Regions from separate parts of the Triticum aestivum genome. Here region 1 is linked to region 2. A link is a contact called in public Hi-C data. All regions are on one chromosome and are shown on one strand. Each heading gives the region's core, a stretch centred on a gene start, on an enhancer-like site or on the middle of the called end of the contact. The rest is flanking DNA. Distances are from core to core; before and after follow the strand shown. Region 1 has its middle 62 kb from the start of LOC123138772. Region 2 holds the start of LOC123138772 (serine/threonine-protein kinase CST20).

Region 1 (4,610 bases), core at 172-2,671, 61 kb after region 2:
ACATAGCAACCGTAGTTCAGCGACATGGCAACTGCAGTTGAACGAACATGGACGAGGGTCTGGACCATGACAACTGCGGGCGCGCGGTGACTGTCACGCGTGGCGTGTGAGTCACGAGGTACGAGACCTGACATACAGGGCGTGTGGGCGTTATCTACTTCGCCAACACGCACACGTGTGAGAGGAACCGGGGGGAGAAAAAAGAGGTGTGTGAACATTAGTTGTTTTGGCCACACGTAGGTGTGTGGGTTGTTCCTTTTATACACCACATAAAATGTGTGGACAGGAAACGCCCACACGTGTGACACTTATCGGCGTCCAAAAATAATGTTTCCTAGTATCAAGCAGGTTCCGCTTGCAGCTTAATCCTACGACTCGGTACTGCTTTTGGTGTTGTGAAAAGACACTGGTCCGCTTGCGCGCCCAGTACGTCCCGATCGATCGATCGATCGCTCCTGCGTACAGCAGGTGGTAGTAGGTTCCAATCATTTTGTGGAGGATAAGGCTATGGCGCGCGGGCGGCACGTACGCCAAGGAAGGCTACCGGACGGCAGCCCTCGATCGTGGCGAGATAGTAGATAATATCGGAGCCGGAGCCGGAGCCGGAGCCGATCGATCCTTGTCGCCGCTCGGCCCTGCGTGTGGTCGTTCCTCGAATTGGCTCTGCGCTCTCGCACTCTCGCGCGCACGGCACGACAAAAAAAGAGAGAGAGAGGGAGAGGAGACGCACGTACGTATCTCCGGACCGGAATTCGCCAGCGGCCGTTGTTTCGCCGCCACGCAGATGCCTGGCCTTTGGCAAAGTTGTTCAAAGAACCCCTAAAAAAAAGGCAAAGTTGTTCATGTGCGTGCGGCCCGAGTACGGCTTGGCGTATCCGCAACGGGCTGGGCGGGCGAGTCTTCCGAGCCTCGGGGCTATTCGGCCGATGGGTCTCGCGTGAGCTTCGCTTCATCAGAAAGGAGACGTCTTTCTGCTGCCCGATCGGCCGACACACCACACTGCACGTACGCCACGCCACGCCGAGCCTGGATCGAGCCTCAGATCAGATCAGGCCCCTCCCCTGCCCTGAGACGCCACGCCGGTGGCCAGGTGTTGCCATCCCGTACGTGGCGGCCGCGCGAACGAACGTTCCAGCAATGGCGGGCGGGCACGCACGCACGCATGTGCCGGCATGTGCCGATGGTGTTTTCGCGGGAGCCACCGCGCCAATCGCGCGAGGCCATGCATCTCGTTCTACCCCACTTCTGTCGACCCGACCGGTCACCTCGGCGTCCGATATCTGGGCGGAGACGTCCCGTCACATGATCGAGTCAGGCCAGCAGCTGGCCGTCGGCGTTGCGATCACACGTCGCTGTGCGCTCCTCCTCATCCCCTGGACCTCCTTCCTGCGTGTCGGGCACCACTCGTTCGGATAGTCGGATTCCCTTCCAAGCATCCATCCATCTCTGTCGTCGGTGGTGCCACGCAGGGTTGGACGCATGTGCATGGGCTCCACGGGCATTGGCATTGGGTCGAGAACGGCAATGGCTGGTTCCGTCTCCGCCGGGGCTACCGCTCTGCACATCACCTCATCCCATTTCCATCCTACTGCCACTGCCGGTACCACTGCCAGGTGATGACACGGCCGGTCCCGGCCTCCCGGGTGATGATCTTCATGCGGCGCTACCTGCGAGATCGCTTTCGCCGCCGCCGAACTGTACTGCCCATGTCATGTGCATTTTGTCAGTTGCTGGTACCGGAACAGCGCCATGCCATCATCATTTGCGGCCATCGCACTTGCCAACAAGTGGCCGGAGAGGTGAGGTCAGTTGCAACTTGCGACTGAGATCTGCCGAAGCAACGGGACAGCAGGCCGCATCGCTCTGGCCTCTGGGCTTGGCCGCGGGTTGGGCGGGCGCATGGCGCGCGTACCTGCAGAGGCGGGGCAGATGCTCGTGCGTGCTTGGCCATCGCGAATCAGTGAGCAGAGCGATGCCTGTGCTGTGCAGCGATCACAGTGATCAACTGAGATTTTTTGGTCGCGATATACTCAAGATTCGATTTTTTTTAGCACTAGGTAAGTGCCCGTGCGTTGCACGGGTACACACATATTATGTTGGCTCAACACTAATTGTGGATAACATATACATGTAGGATCCTCATGCACATCAGATGACATTGTTGCATTTTTACTGCTACCATCAGATGATATTGTTGGTTTTTCTATTGCTAAAATCAGTGTTATTCTTCTTCCTCCTTCACCCACTATCTCTGTCGTAAAGATCTAGGTATACGGCCTTTGTCAATGGTATAGCGAGCTCGAAATCTCCCTTTCACCCCACTGTACAGTTTTTATATTTCACATTGTGCTGGTCTTAAGTCTCTCTCCCTCTAATAAAAGTGCAAGTGTAACCATAGGAATAAATTTCCTTGCTCGTCCTTGTTAGCAGGCAAATACTTAAAAAACCAAGAAGGCTAAAGAGGTTTAGTAATATATAGAACATAACACAAGGGCAAAAAAAATTATTTGCCCAATAAGTCAGCTTAGGGGAAGAAGAGCGACACCACTGCAAATGTATGAAAACATTCATTTATTAGGACACCTTTTTTCTTACAAATTACAAAGAAGAAACTACAGAAAACAGATGCAGCTAGCTCAAAAGTGAAACAAACATTTGATTTATGCATGTATACACAACATGATCAAGTAAACTGCAACATGTGATCTAGATCGTTTCATATGAGCCCTCTAGCCGGCAGTAACCAACCACCTAGCATAATTGCAGCTAAAATTTCAGAAAAATATAGGCACAAACCATATATCAAATTTAGTATAGTGTCATGCTAGTTGGGTAACACTAACAGTACGCACATATAGTTTAATCTATATAACAAAAGCTGCAAGACTACAGGAATAGAGGCTAAGCTGCCATGAGATCAACGGACATGTTACAGCCTACCGTGGAATAAAGGAGGACAGCTCGGGTGTAGTACCGCCATCCTCCAACGCCACCCAGCACAACGCGCTGTGGCGCTCACACAGGCCCTCGTCGTCGTCCTCGCAACAGCTGACACGTGATCTTCAGTCTACACCCAACCCATCGCCTCCGGTCTCCGTCACGTCTCCTGTGGTTGGTCTCTCCGTGCCCACGTGCTGATGACGTCGATGTCCTTCAACTTCTGATGAACTTCTCGAGCTCTTCCTTTCTGATGAACTTGAAGCTCCATTCGCTGTCCATGGGGAACTTCCTCGATAGTCCGACGATGTGCGGAGGCGGCGCCTCCACCTGCTCCATCAGCTTGCCGTGGTGAGGGAGCAGAGTGAAGCACACAACGGCGTTGACATATCTCTGCCCCTGCCGGCGTCTATGGTCGGAGGGGAAGAGTTAGTGACCAGGTAGATGAGGCCATTGGGTGATAAAAGCTGCACTACTATTGAAGTTTCTGGTTAACTTCCGCTTCCCCTTTCAGGCGACGGCTAGCATGCCCTTGCACGCCTCTGTCGGAATCTCTGACCATCGTCGTAGGACGGCGTAGCCCTGCGGTTCTTCAGATCGGGCCCCTGACAACCACCCCATCATGATTTCTAGGAGAGATAGGAGAGGGGATGGGATGGGGTGCGGTGCCGGTCCGGGGAGACAGTAAACGGGGCGGCGACGCTCCACGGGAGAGGAGGAATAGAAGGTGGGGAGGAGTCATGGATAGACCACAAGAGGAAGGCAGCGTGCGGGGTCCTTGCTTGATTACCTACCGTGATTTCCCGTGATTTATGCCTCCCCATGAATTTATTGTATTACCATGCTTACCAAGAACAAATCGATCGCCATCCGGGAATTTATTGCATTGCCTAAGAAAAGAGTAATCTGATTACCAAAGATTGAATTGATTACTGTCGTGTCAAAACCGGCAGATCTCGGGTAGGGGGTCCCGAACTGTGCGTCTAGGCGGATGGTAATAGGAGAGAAGGGACACGATGTTTTACCCAGGTTCGGGCCCTCTTGATGGAGGTAAAACCCTACGTCCTGCTTGATTAATATTGATGATGTGTGTTACAAGAGTAGATCTACCACGAGATCAAGGAGGCTAAACCCTAGAAGCTAGCCTATGGTATGATTGTTGTTCGTCCTATGGACTAAAGCCATCCGGTTTATATAGACACCGGAGAGGGCTAGGGTTACACAGAGTCGGTTACAATGGTAGGAGATTTACATATCCGTATCGCCAAGCTTGCCTTCCACGCCAAGGAAAGTCCCATCCGGACACGGGACGAAGTCTTCAATCTTGTATCTTCATAGTCTTGGAGTCCGGCCGATGATGATAGTTCGGCTATCCGGACACCCCCTAGTCCAGGACTCCTTCAGTAGCCCCTGAACCAGGCTTCAATGACGACGAGTCCGGCGCGCATATTGTCTTCGGCATTACAAGGCGGGTTCCTCCTCCGAATAATTTATAGAAGATTGTGAACACCAGGATAGTGTCCGGCTCTGCAAAATAATTTCCACATACCATCGTAGAGAGAATAATATTTACACAAGTTCAATCTGCTGACGTATTTCGTGGCATGACGTCACACCACTACCAAGCCTTTACTCGAATTGTTTTTATTGTACCACCTCAGCGCGTTTAGCGA
Region 2 (5,016 bases), core at 2,257-4,756:
TCTACATCAGTATTCTGCAGATGGAAGGATTTGAGTGGAGAGCATTAGGTAGTTTAATGCTTAATGTGTTTGTTCAAGTATTACTCACAGCAGCCGTTACCTCATCAAACTTCTTCCCATCATTGCCGTTATCACAAACAGGTGAATTTGCAGGACGAGCATCTGGCTGAACCTCTACTGGCTTCTCAGACTCTTCCAGTGCAGCCTTTTTAACAGAGGCAACAAACTCTGGAAGGATATTTAATCTGTTCTCCGATATATCCCCACACTGCTGCAATGCAACAGCCCCACCGTCATGTTCTGTAGGTTTGCCCCGTTGGAGATCAACTCCAACATTGTGAACCAAGGTGCTAGGGTCACTCGCAGCGTGTGAAGGTTTTGTTTCAGTCACATTTTGAGTGTGCCTTTCATCATCTGCTCCTTCCAATTTCTTTGTTGTGTTAATGTCCAACCTGGACAAATGATCAGCAAGGGGTACCGCAGCAACAGATACTTTACCATCAAGCGGTGATAGCATGGGTCCAGCGGATGCTCTTTCAGGAAAAATTTCTACCAATGGAGCTCCTGGTTGCTGCTGGACTGATTCTGGGGCAAAGAAAGGCTGAACATACTGAGCAGTGTTTGGACCTGACCGAGAACCAAGGGAAGAAGGGTTCTCAACAACAGCGGGAACATCATGTCCAACGATTCTATATGGTATGTTGCCATTGGGTGAAGGCCATGGGTTTGGGACTCGATCATATGCAGGCATACCAGGAATCCTTGGACTAACATCACCTGTGTTTCTGACAAAGTTGGAGTTGATGCTCCCATTTGGGATCGGCAGGTGCGGTGATTCATATGATGAGCCTGTGTGAACAGGGCTGCTTGCTCTCCTTCTCATGGATTGAAGTGGCGGCAAGTTCTGCTGCATTTGGTAAAAGGTATCAGCACCATATGTTGAAGTATGGCTGTAATGCTGGCCTGTCGATTCTTCAAAACCTGATGTCTGGACATAGGAGCCACTACTCACATGCTCGCCCTGGCCACTGCCATGATAATAGTGGGGACTTTCATGGCTTGAGCGGCTGTGAGATGTTGAATGCATTTCATATACTTTGCTGGGTGCAAATGCAGAATTAGCTGAGTTGCTATCAGCATACGGATCCATCACTCTACCATTAGCAGGCAGATTCAACCTTGGATCCTCATACCGTTGATGGCTTTGGTTGGGATGCACCGTTTGCTCTTTCACATAAACACCATTTTCCAGTCTAACATCTTGGCCTACAACATAATGCTCACCAGGACGACCATAATCTGGACGCTGAATAGCAGGGTGAGCAGAATACTCACTTGCCATGCTTGATTGATCAAAATGTTGTTGGACTGGCCTCCAACGGGGATCCATATAACGAGGATCACTCACTGAACCTTGACCCTTCTGGAATGACGAACGGGAGTCATATACACTGTTTCCATCCAAGAAATTGCCGGAGCGGCCCAAATTCCCTGGGAAGCCAGCATTTTGCTGAATTACAGCACCAGGTGGAAGCCAGACCAAGTTATCCACATGTGGCGGTGACTGAGCCTCATAATGCCGATATTTTGGCGATTGCCTCACAAAATCATCAGGAATCCTCTCATCAAAGTCCTCTGCTCCAACTTGAAACCTTGCAGATGATGGTGAAATGGGAAAATCCCTTGGATCAGGCACTCCATACTGCCCCGGAGAGATATATGCAGGGCTCCAAGGAGAATCCATCTCCCCATACCGCTGATTATGTGAGGCACGAGGAACATTCAAATGCCGCAGGCCAGCAATATCGGGAATTCCTGACTCATTGCCTCCGATACCAAAAAGCTGCTCCACTGACACAGGAGATGAAGGTGATCTCATGTCACCAAGGCTGTTAAGCGCGTCGACATACCTCCTCTCCGTCTCCCGCTCATCCCCATGGTAATGCACAGCTGCTGATGCAGCCTCATCATCCAGGTGCTGCGAGAATAAGAAGACCCTGAGCCTAGTGAACCCCTCTCCCGCAGCAATGAGCTTGTCATACTCCTCCATCATGTTCACCACATCATCATCATTAACAACCGAGACCAGTGCATCAAGATCCTCATCAGGCTGCTGGTACTTGATGATATCGGCATCGTCATAGAGCTCCCGCATCCGCGCCGCCAGGTCGGAGTAGGATATGTCGCGGGGCAGCATGACGATCCTGGTGTCGCCGCCGACGTAGCGGAGACGGCCGTCGAGGGGGCGGGGCAGGATGCTGCCTCCGAAACTGCAGAGGAACTTGGCCATGCGCTGTGCCCCGTCAGCCTCGGTGCTGCTGGCTGCAGCGGCAGCGGATGGCGCCATGGTGTGCCGAGGCTGCGTGATCAAGCTGGCTTGAGTTGGATCAGCGGCAGAGCCAAGTACATCACACGATTGCCAATCCACCAGTCCCAACCAGCTGCTCTCGTTAGCCCCTTTCCTGTGGATAGAAAAATACCAAAATTGTTAGCCTAGAGCCCAAAGATTTGGCACCTTCCATCCATCATCAGACGAATAAAGACACGAAATCGGACAATTTCAGACAGATTTCGCCAATAACACCTCAGATCAGCCCCCCACCGTCAGACAAACGACAAAATTCTTTCCTAAAAAAAGAATGAGCCGGGGGCGGGGGCAATTTCGAAGAATGCGTTGGAGCAGACCCGAATGATTTGCCCGCAAAATCCGAATTCAAAATCTGAAAACAGAATCTACAGGGACTGAGCTCCTATGATTCCCCGCTGGCGGAAATTTCCCCAACGGAATTCCTATTCCCCGCCGATCTTGGCCGGATAAACACAGAAACTCATTCCGTTTCCTCCCCCCGAAACAGACGGGGAGGATAAGAAGGACGAACGAACTAACTTCCAATCCAAAAAAACAGGAGAAATCCAGCCGATTGTTGGTGTTCGAGGGAGGAAGAGGGGGAGTGAGGCCGTACCTGCCTGCCTGCCTCTGGCACGATCCTGGGCTCCCGGGGTCGGCTGAGCAAGCGGGAGAGGGGGCGAGCAGCCGACTTGGGCGGCTGGGCTCCGGGCGGCGGTGCGGTCGCGCTTTAGGGGCGGGGGAAGGGAGGCGAGAGGGAGAGGGAGAGGGAGAGAGAGGCGAGGAGGAGGCGTCCCCCGGATTCGCGGTGGGGAAGTGAGGGAGGGAGGGAGGGGGAGGCCGTGGTGGTGTTGTTGGCTGGGGGATTCGGATATTCGCTGGGTCGCTCTGGGTATCACGCCGTCAGCGCGGGGGGCATCGCCGGCGCCGCCGCCCACGCGGGACTCGTCGGCGTCAGGTGTGGAAGGGGAGGGGATCGGCTGGTGTCGTGTGGAGGCGGAGGCGGGCCGCCCGTGCGGGTGCGGCGCGCTACGTGTGGTGGAGGGAGGGAAGGGAATGTGGTTTGTTTGCGCGGACGGACGGACGGACGGGGGAGAGAGAGCCAGCCAGAGAGGAGGCGCGGCGCCGGGCCACTCGGGTTGGGGGATTCCTAGCGGCTCGGGATTTGCGGTGGAGGCGCGGCGGGGCGGCACGTGTGGCGTGATTCTGTTCCGTTCCTGATGACGCGACCCCCGCCCCCTCCCCACGCGCACCCGCCCCTCCCGGTTTTATCCCATCGTACGGTGGTTCAGTTGGGCTGGCCTTGTTGCTTCCTTCCTGCGTGCTTCCGCGCCGCGCCGTCCCTTGCCTGCACTGCACGGCAGGGAGTGTCCACGCAAGTGTAACAACCAACCAGTCCAGCGGTTACTTGGTCATCACCTCGACCAGCCGAACGATCTCCATGTTTTTCCTCGAGTTGCACTGCATTGTCAACTCGGCCATTAATCGGTCAGTCCAAGCAAGCCGCCCTGCAACTGGCCACGCGCATGCATTACGGCCCTCGGTGCCCTGGGGAGCTTCCCGTGTACCGAGCCTCGGCCGGGATCGGATCACGCTGACAGAGCCGATCTGATCGTGTCGCGTCATCGTTTTTCACTCTCATGGTCACGGCAGCTGGCCGGAGATGGAGAGGGGCGGGCGGGCAACATGAAGGAGCGAGACCGCCGGCCCGGACCGGCCGTCGTTTTCGGCATTCACGTCACGAAAGTTCAGCGCACGACCGACCATCCGCTCCTGGACTAGGAGGTATAGCTAGCAGATCAGATCGATCAGCCGTAACTTTCACTCCCAACAATACCAACATCAACATGTACGTACGCGCATATATACTGCATATGCTCCACACTCCAGAGTCTTGACATTGCATATGCTGGAGAGCGAGGGCGGCATCAACCGACATACGATATGCTCCGGCTTATGGGAGAGTTTCTGGAAGCCGGACATGCATGGCCGAACAGAACATATTCCCTTCATCAGGTGTGCCGTTTGCATGCATGATCGGATCGACGCCGGCATGGCGTATCGATGCTGCTATTTTTGATCTCTTCAAATCAAAAAGGGAAAAAGGGCAACGCTTCCGCTGATGCAAAGAACACTGAACGAAAAATAGATTATCGGCCAGACAAAAATGTGGCCTATCCTCATCTCATTCTGTCCTACCTACGTTCTGTGCCGTCCATATATATGGAGATATCTTCTTTAATTACGACGCTACGCTGCTTCTTTTCTTTTTCTTGTTATAACTTTTTGAACGTTGCTATTGAAAGTTACAGCACATAATTGATAAACTCCTTTTTTTAGGGAATAGTTGGTTAACTTCAGTGGAAGTGGGGCCAATTGGTCCGGATATGGATAGATTATTGTGCTCACAGGATTTGGAATAATCACACAGACTTGTAGCCGAGAAATAGAAGATGATTGAGTGTGATTAGAACATGCAAAATTTCATGGGCAAATGATATTCTACGAGCTCTAGGGCAAACAAAAAACGGTTTTGCTCAAACTCAGCTAGCTCAGTTTTAATTGTGGTCTCAATCACTTTTTTGACCGTCCGATCGTCGCACATCAGGTTGTTGTCGTTGTGCGTTCTGTCCGAACGACGCGGCTCTACTCTCGTACAGGACGTAGCC

Evidence for each region. A called contact is a pair of places that touch in the nucleus more often than the background predicts.
Region 1: a contact with region 2 is called in a Hi-C map of leaf, with 3 times the contacts expected there. The contact joins the enhancer-like site here to the promoter of LOC123138772 in region 2. A contact is called at or near these places in 2 of 5 Hi-C or Micro-C datasets (both in leaf).

What each region holds. Positions count from the first base shown.
Region 1 is chr6B:660,996,695-661,001,304 of IWGSC CS RefSeq v2.1, forward strand. No RefSeq gene overlaps it. Among protein-coding and RNA genes, the nearest start is that of LOC123138772, 62 kb to the left of the region's middle. Within about 2 kb of position 1,422, at least 6 of the 8 cell types and tissues checked have an H3K27ac peak or open chromatin away from gene starts, as enhancers often do. A contact at or near this core is called in leaf, where this site is marked.
Region 2 is chr6B:660,933,191-660,938,206 of IWGSC CS RefSeq v2.1, forward strand. It overlaps LOC123138772 (serine/threonine-protein kinase CST20), which reads right to left and starts at 3,507. Exons shown (of 10, transcript XR_006469320.1): 1 at 2,964-3,507; 2 at 101-2,462; 3 at 1-14.